3 separate regions of the Mus musculus genome follow, and regions 2 and 3 are each linked to region 1. Evidence: chromatin contacts called from public HiCAR-type and promoter capture Hi-C data. All regions are on one chromosome and are shown on one strand. Each heading gives the region's core, a stretch centred on a gene start, on an enhancer-like site or on the middle of the called end of the contact. The rest is flanking DNA. Distances are from core to core; before and after follow the strand shown. Region 1 holds the start of Slc4a1ap (solute carrier family 4 (anion exchanger), member 1, adaptor protein). Region 2 holds the start of Rnf4 (ring finger protein 4). Region 3 holds the start of Slbp (stem-loop binding protein).

Region 1 (3,783 bases), core at 443-2,942:
CTCTCGGCCCTCACCAACTATCTTTTTATAAGCCTGAATATCTATCATCCAAAATGTGGAGCTATACAATAACCTCTTGAATGTTTTGTACTTTGTGAAAATAGCCTGAGAGGTGAAAAAATATCAAATACTGATTTCTCAGCCAAAGAAATGAAGTAAATTTTTCCATGCCCTCCAGGTGATAATTAGCACTCAGAAAGCTCTCTCTCTCTCTCTCTCTCTCTCTCTTTCTGTGTGTGTGTGTGTGTGTGTTTAAATGATAAACGCAATAAGCAAATTACACGGTGAGAAAGAGGTGTATGTATAATGCCCATAATTCAACACTTTTACTCACTAAAGTTAATGACCCTGGGCTTGCAAATTACATTTACCCTACTTCAGCTGTAGGCCTTCTGAGCTGTATGATCAAAAGCACTTGAGGGTGCCACCTTCAGTAGTAGTTTCTTACCCATTCCCCACGTGCAGCCCAGCTCATCATCTTGACCACTTCTACTGCTCTTCCCTTCAGTGGTATTTGCTTCTTCTTCTTCATCTGAGTCTTCACCTAACATCTTCTTCTCCAATAATATCTGCTGCTGTTTACGCAATTCCTTCAACTGTGTTACTGTTAATTCAGATTCTGCCTCTCGGTCTTCCTCTGGTCCCTAATGAATCATGGGTAAAATATATACATATATGGATTCAGAAGTGAGAAAATTACTTTCTGAGACACAGCAACGTACACAGACCTGTGGGTCCAGAATGAGGCCTGTGCTTTTGTCATTGGTTACCAGAATCCTTTTACTCAACTAAACCTTAAAGAAACTCAGAATCGCCGGGCGTGGCGGTGCACGCCTTTAATCCCAGCACTCGGGAGGCAGAGGCAGGCGGATTTCTGAGTTCGAGGCCAGCCTGGTCTACAGAGAGAGTTCCAGGACAGCCAGGGCTACATAGAGAAGCCCTGTCTTGAAAAACCAAAAACAGTGAAGTCCCAAGATTTTTATTTTAGATTTTTCTACCTACCTGAAGGATAAAGAGCCGAGTGCTGCCTCCAAAGCGCATTACATGCCCGACGTGGACTCTACAGTAAGTGCGGGGTGGGATGCGAGTTTTGTTGAGGAACGTGCCGTGGGTACTTCCCAGATCGTAGAGATAAAAGCCCTGCTCATGACCCTCAGAGTCTCCGCTGGGATCCGCCCCCCGGTGCTGTAGTACAGCATGGTACCGAGACACGGAAGGATGCTCCAGACATATGTCACAACTAGCAAGTCTCCCGAAAAAGCAGCAGCTCGTGTCTTTCAAGGTGCGGGTGCCAAGGATGGTGCCACCCTTCAGGGTTTCGAGACTGTAGGGGGCCGTGGCTGGGCTGCCCCACGATGGCTCTCGGTACGGAGGAGCCCGGGTCGGACCGCCAGACGCAGGAGCTACCCGCGGGGAGCGGAGTTGCTCCACCGGTGGACCCCCGGTCTCCTGGCTGTCCGGCTGCGGTGGCGGGACCTCGGGCTCCTCACATCCAGAGTCCAGCTGCGCCGCGAGACATTCTTTCTTCACATCCTCAGAAACGGAGGGACTGGAGGCCGGAGCCTTACCCCGTACTGCGGAAGGCACTGGTAAAACCGGCTTCTTAAACTCGCTACTGACTTCCTGGGGAGCTGGCGCATCTAGCTGAGGGGTAGGATCAGCCATCCTTAGCCGGGTGCAATCTCAAAATGTGTCCCTCGGAAACCCCGACCCCTCGCTCTCTACGTTCCCGCTCACTTCTCCTCCTCCTTCCCACCTCCCTGAGGCTTCTCTGGACAGAAATGTTGGAGTTCCTCTTTCAAGACTCGCAGAGTTTTAAAGATGTGAATAGCACTAGGGAGTCACAATACCAGAAAGCGGGGAGAGGCTCTCAGAGTGCTGTGCAGGATACGGACATTTTAGGCGTTGCATGTAGGCTAGTAATAACTTCCTGTGGCAGAGGGCGATTGGGAAGAAGTGCTTCCGTGGCCTTGGTCCATTAATCAATAAACAAGGCTCCTAGGCTTGACCTAGTCCTCGACTCCGACCTGTCAGAGTCAGGCAGCCGCGTATACCACTCCTGGGGCAGGGCGGTGAGTATTTGAACTTTATTTTCTGGTTCCGGTCCAGAGCCACCCATTTTCCTGCTGCCTTGTAAATCAGACTTCCCAGGATCCTGTGGTCGGCGCCTAAGCCTAAGCCTCCAGATCCGGAGCAAGGAGTCCCTATCTGCAGCTCTCGAATTTATTCCTTTTATGAAGTTAGTAAAGAAGCAATTTATTATTGTTCATTCTTTTATTACTCGGAACAAAATATTGAGATAGCATGTTTAGTGGCTTAACAAACCTGAGCATCGAAACCTCTTTTCTTTTTTACTCTTTGTATTTATGATGTTGGCATGACCCTGGACAACAGCTTCCACATCTGAAAAATTGGAAATAGTAGTGTTAATTTGTCATAAAATTTATGGAAAATTGAACTAAGCCATAGTTAATATTATAACTCTTTGACAGAGGCCTGAAACTATACCAAGATGGCAGCCATAACAAGTGGGAGAATACAGATGAATAAGTCAACTAAAGTTAAGGTTCAGGGATAAAAGCAAATTCATGTAAATATACAAAGAAAGGAGATCTGTTGGGGGGAATGGTGATTTCAGGGATCCTAAAGAACAAATTCAAGTCTGATAAAGATGTAGAGGGTTCCTGGCAGAGGTCACAACTCAAAGGGTCAATTATAAAAATATCTCATGTTCTTGAGAAGCTGAGTGGTGGAGCTGGAGAGATGGTTCTGTGTGCTGCTCTTCGGTGGATCTGAGCTCCATTTCCAGTACCCACATCAGGGGAGTTCACAACCACCTCTAATTTGAGCTCCAGAAGGATCTGATGCCCTCTTCAGATATCCTTGGCACCTGCATACACATGGAACACACAAGCATATACTCAACCCCCAACAGACAACAAAAACGAATGTCTGTGAATGCATAGCCTGCCTGGTCTACAGAGCAAGTTCCAGGATAGCCAAGGCCTCAAAGGGAAACCCTGTCTCGAAATTAATAATTTAAAAATACAATCTTAGCAAAGGAAATAAGCTGAGGGGCCAGTTAGATGGCTTAGTAGGTAAAAGGCACTTGCTGCCAAGTCCGAATGCCCGAGTTCAATCCATGGAACCCACATGGTGAAAGGAGAGAACTGCCTCTCACAAGTTGTCTTGTGATTTTTTCATGCACACATACCCAAAATAAGTAAATGTAAAAAAAAAAAAAAAAGAAAAGAAAGAAAGAGAAAGAAAGGAACTGAGTAGTATATTGTTAGAGCTGAGGGCATTCATTTTGTCCAGGAAGCCCCTCACTTGCCTGCAGGACACTGAACTCACGCCTTTAAAGTAGCAGTGCCAGCTGCTGCTATACTGCAGTATTTTGCTTCTGTTATTCCCTCAGGACAAAGATCTTACACCGTCACACAATGTATTCATTTGATGTTTGTTGGACCTGAGGAGACATATAGGCAGTAAACCTGGAGACGTGAATTAAAGACGCTTAGTAAGCTTTTATTGAATGCTAAGCCACAGAATTCTGACTTTTTCCAAGCAAAAGAAACAAACAAAAAAGCTTGGAAGTGTAGCTCAGTAATAAAAATACTTTTGTAGGATGTGTTAAATCTTCAGCATTGAGAGAATGAGAGACAGAGACACACAAAGAGAGACAGACAGAGAAAGGAAGAAAGTCTAGCAGCAGGGCCAAGTGTAGATCAGATTCTGAAAAAGACTGGAATAGCAGTTCTCAACCTTCCTAAAGGTCTGACC
Region 2 (3,783 bases), core at 419-2,918, 2.8 Mb before region 1:
TGGTAATAATAAAAAGAGGACCAGAGATGTAACTCAGTAGTAAAGGAGCTGCCTAACATTTGTGAGGCTCTGAGTCCAATTTCCAGTCCCAACAAAACAATAAATACCCTTTGTTCAGAAATGAAATAAATATTACAGTCACCAAGAAACCAACTTTCCTGGGGGGGGGGGGGCGGAACAACCAAATAAGCTAGGAAACAAAACCAAAACTGTTATTGAAATGGAGTCTCAAGTAGCCCAGGCTAGCCTCGATTCCACCTAGGACCGAACATATCCTCAGATTCCTGATTCTTCTGCCTCTACCTCTGAAAGGCTGGAATCACAAGCACTCTTCAAAGTACTTAGTAAGCAAGACAACTTTCCACTCATTTCACATCGAACTCACAGGCAAACCGGGACGCAAGTGTTTTCTCCAACCATTAAAAAGAAAAAGCACCAGGTGTGTGTGGGGTCTGGGCTGGAGAGAGGTTCCCTCTCACCATTGTCAGGAACAAGAGTCAATCTGCAGGCTGAAAGACCTCAGACTACCTCAGCCTTTGTGAACCTCGGGCTCCCCCAATTACTTGGGCAACCTAAACTAAACGGCAGACCGAAAAACTGAAGCTTAAAACGCCCAGGGGTAAAGTTTAAAAAAACAAAAAGCAGGAACGCCCATATCTGGACTCCTCCCCCGCCCTAATCAAAATGTGGACAATGGCGTCCACTGCGAACAATGTTAAAGGTTAAGTTTCCTATCCCTGTGTACAGATGTGGCCCTGAGGGAAGGGCCCGAGCAGGCACCGGGCTAAGGATGGAGGTCGCAATCGCCCGCTTGACTAACCATAGATAGAACCAAAAGTGGCTCCTGGAAGCCCAAACCCCATTCAGCTCCAAAGCCCGCAAGCGTCCTCGGCACTCTCGCAACTTAGATACGGCCCGCCACGCGGCCCGGGTGCCCCAGCAAACTCGCAGGCCTCCGGAAGGCGGGGCGGCGACGCGACCACACAAAGGCTGCGTCATCAGCAAGGAACAAAAACCTCGCTCAGGTTCTCTGCAATCCGCCCGCCCGGCCCCGAGAGTGACCTTGGGCGACCCCCAACCCTCGCCGAGCCTCAGTTTCCCTTCCTACTTGGCGAAAGAGGTTCTCCGGCCAGGCCGCGGGTTGGCGAGCGGATACCCCCACACAAGACATTTCCCTACTTCCGACGACGGCGCCGCTCCATGTTCCGACAACCGCGTGCTCTCCGGGAAAGAGGCGGCAGAGGGCCCAAGCCGGAGAAGCGCGGTTCTGCGAGAGGCGGGCGGCCACCAACCCCAGTGCGGGCCGAGAGGCCGCCCGCGCTCCACGCCCGCACCGCCCTGCCCCGCCGCTTCCATGCTGCGGAGCCCAGCCTTACTTGGAGCTGGGGTTTGCTGCCAGACGCCTCGGCTGATGAGCTCGGGCAAGGACGTACCGACTCCAGCCGCCGCTGAGGAGACCCGTTCAAGCAAGCCTCCACCGCCTCACGAAGACCCACTTCCGCTCGTCCGGCACCGGCCCGCCCTTCTCAGCCCTTATTGGCCTCTCCCGCCTTTTCTCCCGTGCTCTACCGGTTTAGGAGGATAAATTGCAATTTTATTGGGTGAGAAAACCATCTATTACCACTTTGAAATACACCTTCTTCCGGTCACGCCCCCCGCCTGCTTGCGGGAGCTTCCACTTCCCGCGAGAGTGCCGCCAGTCGCGCTCCTCCCACGAGAACTTGGCGGTGTCGTTGCTGAGGCGCGTCGCGAGCTTGCCCGCTGGGTGTTTGACTTTTCGTTTGGCTTCTGACCTGGTATACGGTGGCCCTTACGGCTGCATCTAGCCCTAAACCATAATCCGTACCCTTCTCCGTCTCCTCGGTCGTTAATGAGGCGTACCAGAGACTCGCCCAAGGCCCCAATTTTCTGCTGATCCACAGGCAACCAGGCCGGGATTCGCACCATAAGTGCCAGGCTCTTAGGCATGTCGGTCCCCGGACTCTCCCTCGCAGGAATCCCATCATCTGGACAGGGGGCTCACCTATACGTTTGGGAGGCCTACCTGGAGGAAGCTTGAGGACTAGACGAAAGAGAACGTCCAGTTAGACATTGTGTGTGCTAAAGGCGGGGGAAGGTAGAGCTGGGCATGCCCAGGAGTCTGCGGGTTAGCTGCCCAAGTGTGTCGGGGCAGAGGCGAGAAAGGCAGGACTCAGAACACAAGTCCCATGGAATGCAAAGAACGGCCTCGGGCAAGACCAGGGCCTGGAATTGGGTCTTAGGACATCTCATGTTACAGAATCTCTCTTACCTGAATCTGAAAACCAGTATAATAACTTTAGGCAAGTCTCAGTCCATTCACACCTATTACAGGTTATCCATTTTACCTACTTCTGCCGGTTAATAAGAATGTGAGTGCTAACAGGTAATACAAGTCCTGCTGCTCCTGGGCTAGGTGGAGGGATGGGTTTAGCAACTGGAAAATGATCTATCCATAGATAAATAGCAACTAGAAAGAAATAGATGAGGACCCTCAGACTACTTGAGCAGATGATTTGAAGGTTATCCTAAATGTGGTTGAATTGCTTCTGTGGGGATATAGATCCTGGAAGATTGATTAACATGGCGAAGCAGATCAAAACCCGACCGTTAATATTTTCCATATTACAATCTCTGACGTTTTATGGAATTATAAGAGAACTTAGGATAAAGTGTGTATGATAAATACATACCTGACTCCAGTGTAAAATGTGTTTTGATGTTTTGGGCATGCTTTCCAAATGTTATAAATAGGAATAAAGAGAACTTACATTTGTAAGAAAAATGTAGGTATTTCTTATAATTTTTTGAATACTTAAATCAGGTGAGACCAAAACAGGAATATATACCCTTATAGGTTAAAGGTTCTGTTTGCAGTTAAACAGTTAAATATTTCTTGCCAGGAAGTAGTGGCCCACACCTTTAATCCCAGCAGAGATTAAACTCAGGAGGCAGAGGCAGGCAGATCTCTAAGTCTGAGGCTAGCCTGATAGGCTAGTTCCAGGACAGTCAAGGCTATACAGAAACACTGACTCAAAAAACACCAAAAAAAGCGAGCAGTGGTGGCGCCTTTAATCCCAGCACTCAGGAGGCAGAGGCAGACAGATTTCTGAGTTCCAGGCCAGCCTGGTCTACAAAGTGAGTTCCAGGACAGCCAGGGCTATAACAGAGAAACCCTGTCTCAAAAAACAAACAAACCACCAAAAAAGTTTATTTGTCCTAAGTTAAGTCCTTGCAAGTTAAAGTTTCTATTTGTAATTAGTAAGTTTCTGTTTGTCCTATGCAAGTTAAGGTTTCTGTTTGTATTTAATAAGTTCCTGTTTGTTCTGTGTTACATCCTTGCAAATTAAGGTTTCTATTTGTTTCTATTTGTAATTACTAAGTTCCTGTTTTAGATCTGCTCTGAACTGCTTGCAACCTCATTCATATGATGTATATCCTTACCCTTCTTCTTCCCTTTAAAGGTCTTTCATCCCTCTGTTTGAGGATGTTGGAATCCCTGGAGCTGGAATTACAGTTGTGAGCAGTCAGTTCAAATCTTTCCAACTCTCATTGTATCTAACAGGGTTTAACAGTCAACTCTCTTGCCTCTGAACACCGTATCTCTCCCATAAAGGGACATTCAAGAGGCCAGCAGAGGCTGCTTTCTCAAATCCTGCAACAGCTGGCTTGCCAGTCCCTGGCACACCTTGAAGGAATACCCAGAAGAGCAGGGGTTCTCTTTTTACCTTGTTCAGGCAGCACAAACCACACCCAAACACTTGT
Region 3 (3,783 bases), core at 480-2,979, 2.1 Mb before region 1:
TTGACAAGAGGTTCTAGTTAAAGCACACACTTAATCTACAGCCACTCTCTACCTTGAGTCTATCTATGGTCAGTTGAAGAGTTTTAGAAGAAATTCTCATGGAAATGCCCTATCCCTGGACCTTCAGCCTCTTCTCTTCCAGTTTACCTCCAGGTGGGGCTGATATGCCACATAGGATGCTCCAAAGCCCCAAGACATTGGAGTTTGGCTCAAGAGCCTTTATTTGGCCTGTTTGCCTTAATTCTATTACATAGCATACCTGTATTTCAGTTAAAAACCAGACCCTATGGTGTTGGGTAGACACTGACAGTTGAGAGGGTCACCAGGGTGCCACTCTAGTGTGAAGTCCTCTTCTAGGGTATCCTGGTGACTGTGGCTAGCCAAGGGGCCACTTCTTGGTAGGAAGGTATGACAGAGTACTTTCCCAAGTTCCTCACGAGGGTTGCATATGCTTTAGAGGGTCCACAATGCTTTTGTTGTCTTGTCCTGCTTCTCTAGTCCAGGGGAGACCAAAAGCTCATACTCCTAACCCTAGGAAAGGGTTTTAGGGAGCCAAGGACCAGAGAGCCACAGGACTATCCAGAAAGAAACCCATCAGGGGTGTAGCACAGGGTTAGCCAAGCCCCTGTGGGGTGCTTGGATCAGGAGAGGATACCTCAGTGGTTAAGGTTCTGATGGACGCACATATACATAGATGTACTCACTTATCTATGGTACAGATGGGTGGGGAAGAGGTTGCTCTTTACTCTCCATCTCTGACACAAAGTGTAGCTGCTAGAGGGATGACCTCTCCTTCAACTTGTCCTGAAGCACTTACATTTAGTTGTTGAAAGCAGTAGTAGCAGACCAAGCTAGCCCCTTATCCAGCCAACACTGCACCTAACCCCAGGGATTTGCTACCAGAGCAAACTCAGTTCTGCCTGTCCCTGAAGTATGACCAGGAGACAGCCAGTTTCAAGGGCTGTCTGCCTAGCAGAGGCCAAGTGGTTTGAAGTTATTTTTAACCACAGAAGAGTTAATTTTATACAAATAAATGTAAATGTAGTTAAATGATACAGTATTTAATAAAGTGTTCCTTTTCAAGTGATGTACTTCATTTTGTTTAACCTGGTAGTAAAACCAAACTTTTGCAGTATTTTACATAGTGGCTGCAGGATGTTGGGAAAGTCAGATGAATATAGTCACAGATCAGAAAGTCGTATAAGAAACCAGTGTCAGTGCTTGGTACGTTCAGAAGGACAAGCCCTTAGATGGCTCCACATAGTTACCACCATCCCACCCTCTCACGCTGCTCTGGGCCAGATCCACTCTTAAGGGAAGGGTCATGATTGCCCACATAGGACAGGTGGGATCTGCAGGGGCCTGGCCTGCGTGCTGGAGACTCAAGCACCAGAGGCAGGGCAGATGGCCTTGCGGGGAAAAAGAGGCCACTAAGTTATTTGGCTGTTAATGGATGGCTTGTACGGTTTTAAAGCTATGGGTATAAGCTAGAGGCGGGCTCTCCCGCCTTACTGTGGCGGTGGGTAGGAGGGGCCGGTCGGGATCTTGGACTGCATCTCGGTGGGCCGGCCCTCGCCGTGGCCACACCTCCTGACTTTGAGAGGCAGTGGCGCGCACTGCCCAATCTCCCGCCAATATCCCTCGGGCCCGCGAAGGGGCAACCAATCAGAGGCCCAGCTGCTACAGCGCCAGCCTCCTGGAAGGCCGTGGGGGCTGGGGGAGGTCGCCAGTTCCTTTCCGCCTTAGTCGGGCTGTTCCATTTCTCCCGCCCTTCGGACGGCCGCATTAGGCGTTGTAGTTTAGCGACTGCCCGCAATCCCAAGGCTTGGGTTGGAGCCGGGTCCGTCAGGCGGGCGCGCAGAGCTGAGAGGGACTCCCCTGCAGGTGCGCGTCTCATGGTTTCGCCCTTCGCCGCGCGCGCGCGGGAGTTACCGAGGGGCGGGGCCGCTGCGCACTTAAGGGCGGTTGGGCAAGGCGAGCTCAGACCTCGTCAGTGCTGTTGCCGAGTGAAGTGCTTGCCGCCGAGCTGCCCTTCAGACTTCTGCCGCCATGGCCTGCAGACCTAGAAGCCCACCCGGTTATGGGAGTCGCCGCGACGGTGGTGCGAGGTAAGCGGGTCATGCGGTCTACGAGTCCTCGACTTCTCGCCGTCTGTAAGCTAAGGGTTCCCTGAACCATCGGTGCTTGGGGGCCCCGCCCACTGACCGCAGTCTGTGTCCTCAGCCCGCGGTCCCCTGCGAGATGGAGTCTCGGACGGAAGCGCAGAGCGGACGGAAGGGACCGGAAGCCCGAGGACTCCGAGGAAGGCGAGCTCCAGACTGCGGACCACCGACCTGAAAGGTGGGTCCCGACTCCTTGGAAACGGGTTGGTCACTCGGGGGGTTTGGAGACGGGCCAAGGGGACCCTCATCCCGTGGCACTCGGGTTTTCGAAGCTGGTGGAGTAGATTAGCTTACTCTGGAGATTCTCTTCAGTTTTGCTCAGTGTTAGAAGCATCTTACCAGCGACTGATAGGTGGCAGCAAAACTGGTTTTATCCGGAGTGGGTCAGCCTTTATATTTTTCACTCATAATGTCAGTAATGTCAAGGACTACTACTATGAACATCTTGTTAAAATGTTTCGACCTCCAACCCTCCCCTGCTTCCGGGGCGGGGGTGGGGGGGAGAGAGAGAGTGAGTGTGTGTGTGTGTGTGTGTGTGTGTATGTGTATTGGGGCGAGAAATTAGGTTTTATTACCTGAGTGAAAGCGAGATACAAACCAAAATTGAGTCCTAGATTATTCATACTTGTAGTTGGGTCCTTCCATTTGATAAGCTTTTGCCACGGTGTTTAGATTTTTTTCCCTGAGGCATTGTGCTTAAGTCAGTGAGGTCCCTTGGTAGCCTGATGGAGGCGGGCTAGCAAGTGAAATAGTAATTCAGAGAGACCAGGAGTGCCTTAAGAGTAAGCTGGTGATGTGAACTCTTCAGGGAAGTGCTCTCTTTGGGGACCTTTGTGTAGTGATTGATGAGAAAAGCGATCTCAGAAATTTTGACCATACCTTCTTTTATGGGCTATGGTGTTTGCTAGATGGCTGACTAGAAGGGAGGATAAGATAAGCATGGGGCTGCCAAGCCCAGTGAAGGGAATTAGTGACTTAACTCAGTGACTTCTGAATACACAGGCAATGTTGATTGAGGATAGAAAAGTCAGCCTGATTGAAACCCTTGACCATTTCTGTTGATGCCAGTCATTTCTCATGATAACAGGAGCAAAGGATGGGCAGATCTATTTTGGGAGGAAATCTTGTTAACCTTGGGGAAACTTTCAGGTGAAAATGTGAAATTACCAGCACATCTCTGAAGACATTAGACTAGTTGTGGGAGTATAGGAAAGGCCAGAGGCCAGCCCTAAGGTAGATTAAAGGAAGGTGATAGCGTTTATATCAGTGATCTCAGGTGTGATCAGGAGTTACAGGCAGGAGAATTAGAAGTTCAAGTTCTTTATTTGCTACACAGTGAGACTAGACTATCTTGTCTCAATGAAAGCAAAACAAAACCAACCAAATAAAAACCTTATTGAGCTGAAGCTTCAGACCCTGTCATGTTCCCAATTATCTGAAAATAAATGTTAGGGTTTGTTTGTGTGTGTGTTTGTTTTAAGACAGGGTTTTTCTGCATGACCTTGATGTTCTTGGAATTCACTAGGTAGACTAGGCTGGTCTTGAACTCAGAGCTCCACCTGCCTCCCAAGTTTTGGGATTAAAAGTATTTTTATGTGTATGAGTGTTTTGTTTGATAGAT

What was found. Promoter capture Hi-C pulls out the DNA fragments that hold promoters and counts their contacts. HiCAR-type assays count read pairs that join an accessible place to other places.
Region 2: a promoter capture Hi-C map of liver shows a contact between it and region 1, with 2.6 times the contacts expected there. The contact joins the promoter of Rnf4 here to the promoter of Slc4a1ap in region 1. A contact is called at or near these places in 2 of 39 promoter capture datasets (liver and pre-B cells).
Region 3: a HiCAR-type map of astrocytes shows a contact between it and region 1, with 9 times the contacts expected there. The contact joins the promoter of Slbp here to the promoter of Slc4a1ap in region 1. A contact is called at or near these places in 3 of 39 promoter capture datasets (hippocampal neurons, liver and pre-B cells) and 2 of 115 datasets of contacts at active chromatin or transcription factors (astrocytes and large pre-B cells).

What each region holds. Positions count from the first base shown.
Region 1 is chr5:31,524,904-31,528,686 of GRCm38.p6, reverse strand. It overlaps Slc4a1ap (solute carrier family 4 (anion exchanger), member 1, adaptor protein), which reads right to left and starts at 1,692. Exons shown (of 14, transcript NM_001347328.1): 1 at 1,003-1,692; 2 at 449-644. The coding sequence starts at 1,665. Supt7l (SPT7-like, STAGA complex gamma subunit) reads left to right here and starts at 1,925. Exons shown (of 5, transcript NM_028150.2): 1 at 1,925-2,072.
Region 2 is chr5:34,334,135-34,337,917 of GRCm38.p6, reverse strand. It overlaps Rnf4 (ring finger protein 4), which reads right to left and starts at 1,668. Exons shown (of 8, transcript NM_011278.5): 1 at 1,377-1,668. It also overlaps A830049F12Rik.
Region 3 is chr5:33,650,520-33,654,302 of GRCm38.p6, reverse strand. It overlaps Slbp (stem-loop binding protein), which reads left to right and starts at 1,729. Exons shown (of 8, transcript NM_009193.2): 1 at 1,729-2,108; 2 at 2,224-2,340. The coding sequence starts at 2,050. Tmem129 (transmembrane protein 129) reads left to right here. Exons shown (of 4, transcript NM_026698.3): 4 at 1-1,087.